Regions from separate parts of the Mus musculus genome. Here region 2 is linked to region 1. Evidence: chromatin contacts called from public HiChIP or PLAC-seq data. All regions are on one chromosome and are shown on one strand. The core of a region is the stretch at or near the end of the contact, and the rest is flanking DNA. Distances in the headings are between cores, read along the strand shown.

Evidence for each region. HiChIP or PLAC-seq counts read pairs in DNA pulled down with a chosen protein or histone mark.
Region 2: an H3K27ac HiChIP or PLAC-seq map of heart atrium shows a contact between it and region 1, with 7 times the contacts expected there. The contact joins the promoter of 1700029J03Rik here to the enhancer-like site in region 1. A contact is called at or near these places in 2 of 39 promoter capture datasets (the SN4741 cell line and embryonic stem cells), 1 of 484 Hi-C or Micro-C datasets (embryonic fibroblasts), 3 of 115 datasets of contacts at active chromatin or transcription factors (embryonic stem cells, heart atrium and large pre-B cells) and 1 of 9 other capture datasets (embryonic stem cells).

What each region holds. Positions count from the first base shown.
Region 1 is chr16:93,070,905-93,078,565 of GRCm38.p6, reverse strand. No RefSeq gene overlaps it. Among named protein-coding and RNA genes, the nearest start is that of Gm30474, 57 kb to the left of the region's middle. Within about 2 kb of position 6,200, at least 53 of the 459 cell types and tissues checked have an H3K27ac peak or open chromatin away from gene starts, as enhancers often do. A contact at or near this core is called in heart atrium, where this site is marked.
Region 2 is chr16:93,454,959-93,461,769 of GRCm38.p6, reverse strand. 1700029J03Rik (RIKEN cDNA 1700029J03 gene) reads left to right here and starts at 2,898. Exons shown (of 3, transcript NR_040494.1): 1 at 2,898-3,077.

The sequences.
Region 1 (7,661 bases), core at 4,951-7,450:
GATATGAAGTATAATCAATCTATTCTCCTGCCTTTTCCTCCTCCATTAATAGGCTATCCTTTAGTCAGAGTATTGCTGTCCTGTCTGACCTGCTTTTTCTGCCAAAACTGTCTAGAAAAGGCTCTACACAGCCCCCAAATGCAGCCTGGAAGCTGTGTCCTTTGTAGATGTATTAGTCAGTGAGGCTGGCTATGCTGTGTAACAAGCACGCCCTCAGCCACAGTGGCTTGGCCACACATGGGTTAATTATCTCCAAGGCAAAACCTTCCACAGCATTGGGAGATTCTTCAGGGAATCATCTTTTATGTCCCGACCTAGGCATCCAGGTTGCTCTGCTCTTAGGTCTTCAGAATGTTTAAGGCGAGATTTCTGTTGTAAGTACTGAATCAATTTCAGGCCAGGAAATTCTAACTAGAAATGTTTGGCCAGAAGCAGCCACATGCTCCCAACCAGCTTGAAGGGACAGGGTAGTAGACTTTTCTGTGGGCCTGTGAGGAGAGAGCCCACAAAAGAAGACCCCGAAGTGACAAAAGTAAAGCAACTCAATGACACAGCTCTCGGAAGGCATCAAGGCCACAGGCCTAAGTGCTCAGGAGGGAACTACAAAAGCCACTCTGGGTTGTCGGAACCCTGGTCCCAGTGTGAGGAAGCTCTAGAGCCAGGAGAGCTGTGGTGGCTTCAGAATAGGATCATAGGATCCACGTCACTCCTTTCCCCCAAGGTTCCCCCAAGGACAAAGCAGGGATTTTAACCCATCCAAAGCTCCTCACGGGTGTCTTCCTCAGGGCCAACTTAGTTGGCTCACTCGATACTGTGCTCATTGGAAACTGTCAGGGAGATTACTTGTGACACTTACTAACTAGTGTCCGACTGTGTTAGGTCTCCCGACAAGCACAGAGACTGAACCAGAACTGTCACGTGCTTTTTGATTTACTTGGACACAATTCACATTCCAATGATTTGTCCTTTTAAAGTATGCATTGCAGTGGCTTTTATCATATTTTTAAATGTAATTAGAATTAGTTATTTGGACCAAAGGAATGGCTCTGTGGGTAAAGGAGCTTGCTGCCAAGACTGACAATCTCAGTTCCATACCAGGAAACCAGGTGGTAGAAGGACAGAAATGACTCCTGAAACTGTCCCGTGATCTACATGCATGCATGTACACACATGCACACACACACACACATGCACACACACACACACACACACACTCACTCACTCACACACACACACACACACACACACACACACACTCACACATACACTCACATACAATAAAATTAAAATATGATCTTAAAAGTTTAGAATTGGGGCTGGAGAGATGGCTCAGCAGCTAAGAGCACCAGCTACTCTTCCAGAGAACCCAGGTTCAATTCCCAGCACCCACATGGCAGCTCACAACTGTCTATAACTCCTGTCTCTCACACAACCATATATGCAGTCAAAATACCAATGTACATAAAATAAAAGTAAATAAAATGTTTTTTTAAGGTTTAGAATTAATCATGTAGTAATTGCAGAATTAATACTTAATGTATCTTATTCTAGAACAGGCTCATAGCTCCCTAAACAACTTCAAGCCCACTAGCCCTCATTCCTCACACACCCTTTCCCAGATCCTAGCAACTCTTGATCTGTCCTCTTCCAGGCTCGTAAAGAATGGCCTGCTCTAGGCGCTTCATGTGATTTGAGTCCTATGAAACTCATTTTTTTCAAGCCTGGCTTCTTTTACCTGGCATTGTGATCTAGGGCTATCCATGTTGTAGCATGAAATATTACTACTGCATTGCCTCCTTTGTAAGTAAGATTCTATTGCATGGAAACGTACCCGTTCTGTTGATAGATTCCCCAGTCGTTGGCATGTGGAGGCCAGATGCTGGTTTTCTGGTATCTTCCATCTGGCTCTGACTGGTCAGCTCAATGTGAGTTTATCTTGAGAGGCCTGGAAGCATCATCTTTTGGACCATGCTCTGTGGGATTCCCCACCCCAGACATAGGCATCACTCGGGTGCACTGAGTTCTAATCCTGATTTCTTTGGGATGCAAATATGCTGGCAGGCACTGGTGGCCGTGGGAGTGGTCACTCTGATTAAGAGACACTGGAAATGTACCTGTAAAGTATTTCTTCCCCTGCCTTGGCAGGGCACTACCTACCTTCTTATCCTACTGTGTATTTATTAACTCACACATCTCAGAGCAGACTCTGCCATGGAGCATATAGAACACCTCTGTGAACATGCACATGACTACACGTCCCATGCTGTGCATTGAGGTGGGTGCCACGGCAGTTGGGTAGAGAGCCTCATGGCAAGAGATGCCAAGAGTAGCCAAAGTAAGAGGAAGTGGAGAAACGATCATACAGTGTAGCTGTCGCAGACAAAGACAGGGGCATAGGCTCTAGGTGGCTAAAAAGAACACCAGGGGACTTAGTGTGGAGGAGGGAAGAAGCCATCTAGAGCTTATAGTTCTCAGTGATGACTTCGCAGTTTACTTTTTGGTTCTGTGTTCCCTGTGTGCATGCGTCTAGATGTAACAGTGAGTGAGCCTACAGGTCAGAGTACGGGAGGCCGACCCTCATATTGAAAGCTGGAACAGATGCAGGTTTAAATTGTAAAGAGACATTTCTCCTGGTACAACACATTCCCCAGGCTCAGACGTTGGTGAAGCCTGCTACATAGTTACTTTGTACTGTTACATTTCTCCTCCTGGGGAACTCCTCTAGGCAGCTGGGTCATACCCAAAGAGAACACATCTTTGTTGTAGAATTTAGCTCTGCCCCTCCAGGCGTCAGAGAAAGGGAGCGGTGACCAATCACAGCACTGACAAGCGGCAGGTGGAGCGCACACGTGTACAGCTCACACTGCGCTCCTATCCTGGGCCACTCTTTATGGAATGGTGGATTCTCAGGGCTGTTTGTGTAATTGCTTCTTGTAAATGAGCTGCTATTCTGGAAGGCTTTCCGGTAAACCGCTCTCCTTCGCCATCTGGTATCCAGTTGTTTTAACCGGGTTTCCAGTATCTGCCTGCATCAGCCCTTAGGAACCTTTTAAACCTTCGCAAAATGAAGTCATTGAAGTTTACACGTCCAGTCTCACAGTTGTTCAGAGTCACTTTGAAGCGAAGGCACGGAGGGCCTGAGAGACAGGAGGAGACATAGAGGACTCTGCTTATCCCTGTCTCAGGTGGTCAGACTGGCTGGGTACCACTGAGGCTGCAGTGGCTCCTTCCCTCTGCTTTGAGCTTGGGAGACTCTTGCGATGAGGAGGTAAGGAGGGAACTGCTGATGATAACCCGGGAAGGAAGTGACTGTCTTTGGATCCAGGTTAAACCAGATCTGCAAATCTTCTCTTGGAGCGAACTGTCTGGTCACCCCGTGCCCACCCTGACTGTTGGTTCTTTCTTGTTGCATCCCCTTTCCTGCTTAAAACACACCGTGCTTGGAAACACAGGAGCAGAGAGATGCGAGCATGTGCGCACTGCTAGCTCTAAGTTCTGCTGTGTCTCCCTGGGCATGGGGACCACTGTGTGAATACAAAACACTTGAGATGCAGATGAGAATCTAGGTCCAAAGACTTTGGCTCTTGGACCACATGGCCTGTCTCTCTCATCTCCAATTCTAATGACTACAGATAGCGTAGGCGTCTGGAAACCTGAGGAACAGGGAGCCCTAATTATAAAGAAAATCTAAACCTTTCTTAAAAGTTTTTTTTCCCCCCTGAGGAACTGTGGAGAGATTTTCAAATGATGTCCTAAGGGAAGGTCCCTCCCCCTGGGTCCTCCTGTTTGTCAATTTTTGTCCCCTGGTGTGTTGATGTGTCCGCTTTTGTCTGCTGGGAAAAAGCCGGGTTCATATTCCTGGGCGTGAGAGTAATGCTCACTCTCAGCACGGCTCTTCTCACCTGGGGTTGGCCTCCCGAGGGAGCATGAGCTGCAGACCCGAGAGGCAATGTGGGGATCACATCCACGCCGCCCAGGCAGGCTTCCTCCATACCCACCCGTCATGACCTGGATGCTAAAGCCCTGTCCTTGGGGGGCCTCTGCCTCCCTTGTGCTGCCCCCTCCCTCGCCGGCTCCTCCAAGCTCTGCTGATCTCTCCATCCTCGTTGGCTTCCTCTCCAAAAATCTCTTCCTCCGAGCCACCCATCCCCTCAGCCACTCCCACACTCTTCACCTCGGTGAGCTCTCCATCAGCCTCTGTCTTGTGGCAAAGGTGTAGTGCCTGAGCCAGGAGATCAAGTCTTGCCTTCCTAAAGAGCTGGGGTAGAGACGGTACTGTCTTTGACATGATGTAAGAAACGCTTGAGGTAGCAGCCTAGAGGTGGGGACATTTGAACCCATTTCTATTTCCTGCCTATTGTCCTGTGCCTGAAATTAAGTTATCCTTGCGTGAGAGACGTAAGCAGCTTCCTTGGAACGCCTCATTTTCCTTCATATTCAGTGGCATTGTTTAATTCACTTGCCTTGCTTCTTTAAGTTATATACAAAAGTGTCTGGTACCCAAAGAGAGACTTCAAGATGGACAGTGTTGGCAGACGTGACACTGTGTTATCCTTGCTGTTTTCTGTTAACCCGGGTAAACGATGCTCCACTTGTGGTCTTCCTGAAACCAAGAAGACAGAGCTTTGTCATTAAGCTTGACTGTAAGGCCCGTACAGATGAGTCTTGTTGAGGTTGTGCCCTGCAAGGTTTCCTTCTCTTGTGAGGCTATGCCGGGGCCTAGCAAACATAGAAGTGGATGCTCACAGTCAGCTATTGGATGGATCACAGGGCCCCCAATGGAGGAGCTAGAGAAAGTACCCAAGGAGCTAAAGGGATCTGCAACCCTATAGGTGCAACAACAATATGAACTAACCAGTACCCCTGGAGCTCGTGTCTCTAGCTGCATATGTAGCAGAAGATGGCCTAGTCCGCCATCTGTGGAAAGAGAGGCCCATTGGTCTTGCAAACTTTATATGCCTTAGTACAGGGGAATGCCAGGGCCAAGAAGTGGGAGTGGGTGGGTAGGGGAATGGCAGGGGGAGGGTATAGGGGAAGTTGGGATAGCATTGGAAATGTAAATGAAGAAAATACCTAATAAAAAATAAGAATAAAAAAATAGAGTACTGGAGTCCCTGTGAAACTGGATCCTGTCACTGGGATCAGTAGAGTGGTTTGAACCGGGATCCAGGAAGTATATGTGTTGACACCTTAACCCTAATTCCTGTTCATGGACCTCAGAGGATTGGAGGTGGCTAAGCTTGGCTATGGTTATCAGGGTGACATCCATGGGAGACTTGAGGGGTTTTGGAAGAGCAGATGAGAGAAGAAGTGGACACTTTCTAGCTCCATGCTACACCACACACTTCATTATGACTACTTAACATGAAGCCCTCATTGGACACCAAGCAGAGACCAGGCCCTGGTTCATACTCTTGGACCTCTCAGGCCCCCATGAGCTAAATAAACTTCTCTCCTTTATAAATTACTCAGCCTTTACCTTTTGTTCTTAAATCAACGGAAAGTAGCCAAAGGTCAGAAACATGGCCAGGACCCACCCAAAGGATTTGGTCCCTTTGAAGACTGCAGTTTAACACAACTGTCACTGCCAACTCCTTCCTAAATTACGTTCTTCATCCACCCGGTACCCAGGGCACTCAGCATGATCTGCAGTGGAAGGGAACAGCTCGTAAGAAAGGATGCGGCATCTCCCTGAACAGCTCTATTTAACAGTACCATTGCGGGCCGGAGAGGTGGCTCAGGGGTTAAGAGCACTTGCTCCTCTTCCAGGGGACCTGGGTTCAATTCCTAGCACCCACACAGAGGCTCACAACTGTCTTTAACTCCAGCCCTAGGGGATCTGATGCCTTCTTCTGTCCCCTACTACCCACACATAGACATCCGTGCAGGCAAATATTCACACATATTAAAAATAATTTTTAAAGTAACATAGCATAAGAGTTTTACTAGTTTTCAGACTAAATTCCACAATTTTAAGGTTCTGTCTGAGGTAACAAGAGGCTGTCCTGCCGGTGACACAGGCTTAACTGCCTGCTTAAGCCAGCCTTGGAATCAGCATGGTCCTGTGGCTCTGTAAAGGGCCACACTGGGGACAGCGAGGGAGCACAGAGTCTGTTTTGCCTGCTCACTTCTCTGAGGAGAGACTCCAGAGATCTGCCTGCAAAGACACATTCCTGCCATAGCCTGGGTGCGCTTGCCCTTTAAGGCGGGACTGGATCCAGCGTGAATCGCAGACTGTGCCGAAGACCTTGTCCAGTATAAGCAGAGCAGGCCTGGAGTTTTAGTATTTGGGTGTTCCAAGGCAACATTTTGCTGAGAAGTATTAAAGTGTAACCAAATCTTACAGAGAACACACTGTTCCTGCAATATTTCCAGGGCATCTGATCAATGGGGGATATGAGAAAGAGAAATAAACAAAAAATAAAAAATAAAAAAAAGACAGAGAACGGAGCAGGCAAGCGTGCTCACAGGAAACCAAGCAGAGCAGAGGAAATGATTCTCAAAGTAAATACAGATAGCCGAGGAGAGAAAGCTATGTCTGTCTGTCTTGCTCTGAGCCTGGGTCAGGCTACGGGAGTCTGGTGGGGCTATGCTGGGGATTTTTATCTGGAGCCTCCTCTCTCCATAAGCTCAGCTGTCAGAGGCAATGCCAGGAGCAGCCAAGACAAAACCCAGTCAGGGAAGGAGGTACGGTTGCAGGATAAAACAGTATGGGAGCTGAGGGCTGGCTGCCAGCAGGCCAGGCATCCCTGAGACCCAGCAGGAATTTTACTTGAAAGAAAGCAGGGCTCTTGGTGAAGGGTGTGGATCCGATCATTGATGTGAACTCAGGGGACTCACCCAAGAGGACTCACCCAAGAGGACTCACCCAAGAGAACTCTGTGGCTTAAGTCTTGTCAGTGCTAGAATAGTTTCCTACTCACTGGGCCCCAGAACACACAGAATACCTTCTGGTATCAGGGACATGTGTAGAACATGACACCTACAGAGGGCGGGCTCTCGTCCTCAACAGCATTGACACAGGGTCACATTGTTCCTGGCTGTGGGACAGTCATGGGGATTTTTATGGCAGTGGGCAGCAGCCATGGCTTCTTCACAGATACTAATAATACTTCCCCTATAGTGTCCCCCCCCAACCCCGACCCCCAATGAGTTTAGACGTTGTCCCTGGGGATTGGTAGGAATGGTCACAATCACCACTGGTTGAGAAACCATGCTACAGATGAAGGAACCTCAACCCAGAAAACACACATGGTACCTCTGAGGCTGTGCAGGGAGAAGCTGCGAAACCAGATCCTCAGAGAACCGGATCTATCTGGAGCTTTTGTCTTGCAACAGAAAAAGACCACCCTGTCCGGTCAGCCCTGAGCAGTCGGGAGCCTGGACTCCACGTCTTCTTTGCTGTCTCTCTGTCAACTCTGTTGCTCCATATCTTTGAGTCTTGATGTATCAAAATGGGTTTTGATGAGAACATCAGCCTACAGGGTTCTGGGCTGAGTCCAGCAAAGCTACACAAAGCAGGCAGGGCATGAGGCGAGCAAAGAGTGTCGTGTACAACTTCCTTGTAATCTGACACAATTTCCATGATTCCTAACTCAGGTCAGGTTCTTATTCATGACCTTGGCTTGAATGAGGTGTTCCTTTCTAGCTTTTAGGTGGTC
Region 2 (6,811 bases), core at 1,649-4,148, 390 kb before region 1:
TCCTCCAGGGTCTTAGCCTTCATGGGAGACTTCGATTGTTAATATAGTGTGTGTGAGCAAGCATGTGTGTACGAGCAGGCATGTGTGCATGGGGGTGTGAATAGAGGTCAGAGGGCAGCTTCCAGGAGTTGGTTCCTTCCTTCTACCACCCAGACTCCAGGGATGGAACCCAGTTTATCAGGCTTAGTGGCAAGTGCCCCTTTGAGAGGACTCCGAAGCACCGGGGGAATAAAGTGCTGGCCGGAAGCTGTACTTGCCTCTGAGGCAGAACTTCCGGGGACTTGTACGCTCTCGCAAGTCAGCCCCAGGATTGATGATCAGTGCGGGCCTGGGTTTGAGAATGAGTCACTGCGGATGTTTTAAGGGGTGAAGAGCAAGGCATACTGAAAAACCTTCCAGCCTTCAGATTCAGGGAAGTTGGATACTTCACAATGCAGAGCCGAGGGTCAATTAAAGAATGAACGAGGGAGGAAACATTCCAGCCCATGAGTGGTGTCTGTGATCGACAGCCAGGTTTAATAGCTATCAGGATCTCGCAGTTGGTAGTGGACCTAGAATTATTCCTGTACTCCTAAACATGGCAAAGTCTGCCATCCTCTGTACCCCAGGACTGTGGCTGGGTAAGAAGTGTCCTAATGTTCGCTCCCTGACGCTTAGCGTTCTAGATGAGGCCTTCGGGAGATGATTGGATAGTGAGGTCTCAGACGTCATCTGTGGGGGTGGACAATTGAAAGCCGTGGAAAGTTGAGGAGATGGGACCTTGCCTGAGAAGGTACTTCAGGAACCCGTGAAGGGTGTGGTTTGTCCTCAGCCTCCTTCCCCCATTCTCTTTGCCTCCTGGCAGCTGTGAGGTAAATTCCTCAGCTCTACCCTGTGCCCCTGACCTTGCTGTTCTGCCTCACCTCATAGCCGAGTGAGTATAGACTGAATTCTCTGAAACCTTGTGTCCAAAGACATCTTCCGTCTGGAGCCTTTTATCTGGGTATTTTATCAGAGCCATGGGAAGTTGACTGACACACTGAGACTGTGACTTTAATCTGGAAATAGGGTCTCACAGGCGGCCAGCCTCCGGAGAGGGATCTCAGGGTGAGGTCATGGTGGGTTTAGCAGGAGACTTAACTCCGCTGGCTGGTGTCCTCATAAGGGAAAAGACAGGGGATTTGAGGTGGATGCACAATGGAGACATTGATGTAAAGATGCAGGCAGAGAATGGAATGCTGCTGCCAATGCACGAGTTCCACAGGTTGCCAGTGGCCAGCAGGGTCTACGGTAGAGGCAAGGGGTGAATCCTTCTTCTGGGATTCCAGAAGAGCAGACTCTTTCTTGGCTTCTGAACTTCACACAGCGGAAGGGTAGATTTTTATTACATTGTAGCAATTTGTTCATCAGAAGCCCTGATAAGGGTCTTGGAGACCTCCAGGAGTTTTAATTTTGTTTGCAAGAGGCTCAGCAACTTGCCCAGGCACACACAGCAGAGGCACAGTGGCCCTCAGGGGCAGATGTTCCATCCTGGATGCTGACTTAGGGCTTCTGTTCACTCACGGCTGTTTGTAGAGCATCTCATATGTACCGAGCACAGAGACAGATGCTGGCCAGACCTCAGGGTAAGCAAGGCACATCTGACTTGTCATTCTGGGGCTTTTACAGTCCGAAAATGTTAAGAAAGACTGCTATGTGATAACATCGGAGTATAGGTCACAGTACTGGGGACAGTGTGTGTGTGGCTGGAGGGTTCAGAAAGTCTCCTCAGGGTGATGGAGCTTCAGTATGCAGAGACGGTGGAGAGCAGAGAGCTTGTGTGCAGTGGTGGGTAGAAGGCCAGGTTTTTATCTCCAGGTCAGGCAACGTCTTCAACAAGGATGCTAAGTCTCTTCAAGGACCATAGAACAAGATGAATCCCACCAACTGCCTGCCGCTTCTAACTTTTTTTCTAGATAACATCTTTAATCAGAGAGCCACTCCTGCTCTTCAGCTCTTCAGCCAAGCACCTCAGAGGAAGCTGAGCCCATGTGGAGTCCCCAGGGGTGGTCGAGTGATAATGTCACTTGTGCCATATGTACCCCCTTGGCAGAATGACGGATATGCAAACTAATTCCAGCTCATAGAGTGTAAGGGGAGGGCCCGAGGAGCGGCTCACTGGGTGAGAGGCCAGCATGAGAACTTGACTCCTGATCCCTGATATTTGTACAAAAACTCCAGTGTTTTCAGGCCCAGCACTGGGGGCAGAGACGGGCCAATGCAGAGAGTGTGGAACAAACCAGCCTGCTCAAAGCAGCAGATTCTGATTCAGAGAGATGCTGTCTCAGGGCAGCAAGGTAGAGAGGGAAATTACCGAATGCCTCCCCTCCCCCAACACTCACATCCTGTAAGAGGATTTCTGGCGGAGGCAGAGATCTGGATGCTCCTCCCTTCAGGCTGGAGAGGCAGAGAGGAAAACTCACGTTTCTAGAAATGTAGCGTCTGCCACAGTGACAGACATTTCGCTACCACCCACAACAGTGACAGACATCTCGCTACCACCCAGCAGCTGAAGCTCTCCCAAGGGACAGGGTTCTTGCTGGCCTGCTGGCCGCGTGGTACCACTGCCCAACTGTTGTGTTAGAAGGTGGCTTGTATCTGGACAGATCACACCACAGCAGCACAGCTCTATGAGAAGAGATTTACTGGGGAAAGAGGGGGTGAGGAGGAGGAATGAGGGGAACAAAGAAGGGGAGAGGGGTCTGGGGCCCTGCCTTTTATTCAGGCCGGGATGTAACCATGAATATCAGGTGCGCAGGTGAAGTGCGCAGGTGAGGCGCACATTGGGGGGGGGGGGGGGGAATGATGTGTGGCGGTTGCCATGGCAACAGACGCATGAGCGTCCCTGTTGCCTAGGGGTGACCTCATCGCTGGATTCCGAGGCGACCAGTTTCTGATGTCAACACCATTGCTTACCTTTGAGGTCTCTTTAATGTATTGTTATTTTGGCCAGTGGGAATCACTGCTGCTGGCGAAAGCATGGGGCTTCCTGGAGGAGGAGACCTGGTGACCCACAGGCTGTCTGAAATGGTCTGAAAACGAGCAGAAGTTAGGCCGATGTAAGTAGAGTGTTGTAGGCAGAAAGCACAGTCCCCGTCCCCGTGTGGTCGAAGACACAGGACAGTCCTGACTCAGAGGTAGTACGGATCACAAGGAACAGAGGTGGGGGGGGGGGGCACGGGGACGGAACGCCCTTTCTGACTCTCAAGATGGGCTCATCATGTTTGGCTCACGAGGCGCTGAGGTCCTCACTGAACTCAGAGGGAGTTTGAGGGAGTTTGGGCGTCGCTCTAGAGAAGATGGATGACGGTGGAGTGCCGTGTGATGCTGGTGCACAGCCCGCTGCTACCCAGGTAACCACGGTGGCCCTTGAACTCGGTTCCCCTGGACTCTCAGGACTTACTTGGGTGCCGTTCTCTTCTCTCTCAGCTGCCCGTCTAGGCTGAGTGCCGCCCTGAGCCCTGTGTTGGCCTCAGTACTCCATCAGGTCCAGCCCCCGGTCTCCTGCTTCGGTTTGTCTTTGTCCTGTGTTGGGTGTGCTGCTTGGACTCCTTATTCTCTCAGAGCGACCAATTGAGAGGCAAAGAGCAGAATGAGCGAGCGGCTTCCAGCACACTCAGAGTGAACCAGAGGCTGAGGGCACAGCCATTGTCCCTGCCTCCCATGAGGATCTATTTGAGGGGCTGGGCCTCCCTCAATGCCTGGTTTTGATAGGCCAAGAGCCATTGTAAATATATGAAACTGTCACTGGTATAGCCGAGAGGTGGAAAGGGAAGGGCTGGCTAATGGAGAGTCAACTGTGGACATCCAATTCTCCCCTAAAGGCAGGGTTGGGAGGGTGCTGGATGCAACAATGAGGACCTGAATCTAGATTGCCAGAACCAAGGGTAAAAAAACAAAAAAATCAAAAAACAAAACAAAACAAAAAACAAACAACAACAAACGACAACAACAACAGCAAAAAAACCAAAAACCCAAAAACCCAAAAAAGCCTTGCATGTGGCACACACACACACACACACACACACACACACACACACACACACACTTGAAGGGGCTGGAGAGATGGCTCAGTGGTTAAGAGCACTGACTGCTCTTCCAGAGGTCCTGAGTTCAATTCCCAGCAACCACATGGTGGCTCACATCCATCTGTAATGGGATCTGATGCCCTCTTGTGGTGTGTCTGAAGACAGCAACAATGTTCTCACATACATAAAACAAGGAAATCTTAAAAAACAAAAGCAAAACAACAGCAGTAAAACAAACAAAAATTCCCAACTACTTTGGAGGCAGGGAGACAATAGCTCCCCAAGCTGACTTTTTTTCCCCCTTCTCAAACTGTTCAGTTTGTCTGAGGAGGGGCACAAGTGGCCGGAGGCCAACACACCAAGGAGTGCTGACCCCAGCTCCCTGCTTCTGGGAAGCCTTGGAGGAAATCCTTTGGCACCAAGCAAGCAAGCAAACACACACCCAAACAAAACAGCAGGAGAAGCCCCACACCGAAAAGTTTCCACTTGCAAACATGTTTTTGTCACGGCCAAAGGTTTAGGATTGCAACATTTTGGGCGTCTTTGGCCCTAAACTCAAGGACTCTGCAGTTTTCCCAAAGCACCTAAAATAAAGAATTCTCTTTGGCAAAAACAGTATGTTTGTAAACAGAACGGTTTTATTTTTGAGAAACTCGATTCCTGCTTAGATGTAGCAGATTCTGAGTAAAGTCCCTGAGGCGATTTTCCATCTGCCTCCCTCGTTCCAGATTGTCCGTGGCGCAGGTAATGCTCATCTCCTTTCCCGCCTGTGTGTGGTTTTCATTAGCTGGGTGTGTGTCTGGAATGTGTGCCTGTTGGCCAACTGCCGGGTTCCTTCTGATGTTGGAGAGAAAGGTCCACAGATGAAGGAAGCCCTGGATGCTCCCAGACTGGGTTTCTCATGCCAGGACCCTGAGGCTGGAAGCATCCTAGAGGGGTCCGACCTCCTCCACGCATGGCCGGAAGCCTGCTTCACGCAGCAGCAACGTCAAGTCTGACCAGTTTGTTTTCTAGCTGATTCTCTAACACTTCATTGCTGAAGATGAGTTCTATCTTTCTATCCCAGCCACCAACGCATAATCTATTTAACACTCTGTCTCTATCAGCCTTGTTTGAAGGAAGGCGGCAGAGTAGCCAAGGGTCCCTAAATGAATAGACAAGGCCCCCGTTGGAGATGGAGATGTCAACAAACGGTTATTTCTCACCCTGTCCCCATGCCTCCTCTGTCTGTGTTACCTTTGTGTGTATTGTCTATCTGTCTCCCTTGCTATCTATTATCTACCCATCCATTATCTATCTGTCTGTCTGTCTGTCTGTCTACCTACCTAATCCATCCATCCATCCATCCATCCATCCATCCATTATCTATCTATCTATCTATCTATCTATCTATCTATCTATCTATCTATCTATCTATATCTCTGTCTGTCTGTCTACCTACCTCATCCATCCATCCATCCATCCATCCATCCATCCATCCATCTATTATCTATCTATCTATCTATCCTATCTATCTATCTATCTATCTATCTATCTATCTATCTATCTATCTATCATCTATTTATCTATCTATCTTTGTGTCTGCCTACCTACCTAATCCATCCATCCATCCATCCATCCATCCATCCATTATCTATCTATCTATCTATCTATCTATCTATCTATCTATCTATCTATCTATCATCTATCTGTGTCTGTCTGTCTGTCTGTCTACCTAATCCATCCATCCATCTATCATCCATCCATCTATCATCTATCTATCATCTATATGTATCTATCCTATCTATCTATCTATCTATCATCTAGCTATATCTATCATCTATCATCTATCTTTCATCTATCTATATCTATAGTCACCTATATCATCTACCATAACTATTATCTATTTACCTATCGTATGTATGTATGTATGTATGTATGTATGTATGTATGTATCTATCTATCTATCTATCTATCACCAATCTATCTCTATCTGCCATTATCCATCTCTATTTAGGAGAGAGAAGGAGTTATGGGAAATAACTTAGAGAATTTGCTCTCTCAATTAGGGAGCCTAGGAGAGGCTGTGATACACAGATAGAGGGCCAGGGAAGTCAGTTGTATGACAATCACAAGTTCAGAGGTTCCGGAGACCTGCAGAGGTGTGGATGGTATAACTGTCAGTCTGAGGCTGAGAGCCCTGTCCTAGAGCCCTGGAGTCTCTGGTGTGAATCCTGAAGTTCACAGCCCATAGTCCTGATATCTTGGGGCAGAGGATAGCCCAAATGGCACCTTCCCACCTCTTGTTCCATTTGGGACATGACGACTGCATAAAGTCCACCCACACTGAGGGCAAGCCGGCTCCACCCAAGCTATGAAATCAGGGAAGTCTTCTGGAACTTTCTCACAGACTGGCAGCTCAGTGATTCCTACGGGATGCCAGACACTGGGGCCTTCCCTCAGCACAAGAGAAAAGGCTCAGAGCCCACAAAGCAGGGGTGGGGGTGGGGGGCTACATATCAGTGATAGAGCTAAAGAATAATCATGCTTTATCCATCATCAGACTTCCTTAATCCAGCTAAGCTGGTGTTCCAAGAACTCACTACCACATTCCCATATACTCTTATCTAAAAGACTAAGATATGACATAATGCATGTATATACACTGTATGATGTGTGTGTATATCACATGTACATACTATGTGTATTTAAAACTCAACAGTTGACCCATCCTGGGTATTTTATTTAAAAGGAATGTTCTGCAGTCTAGTTGTGTCTATTTTCCT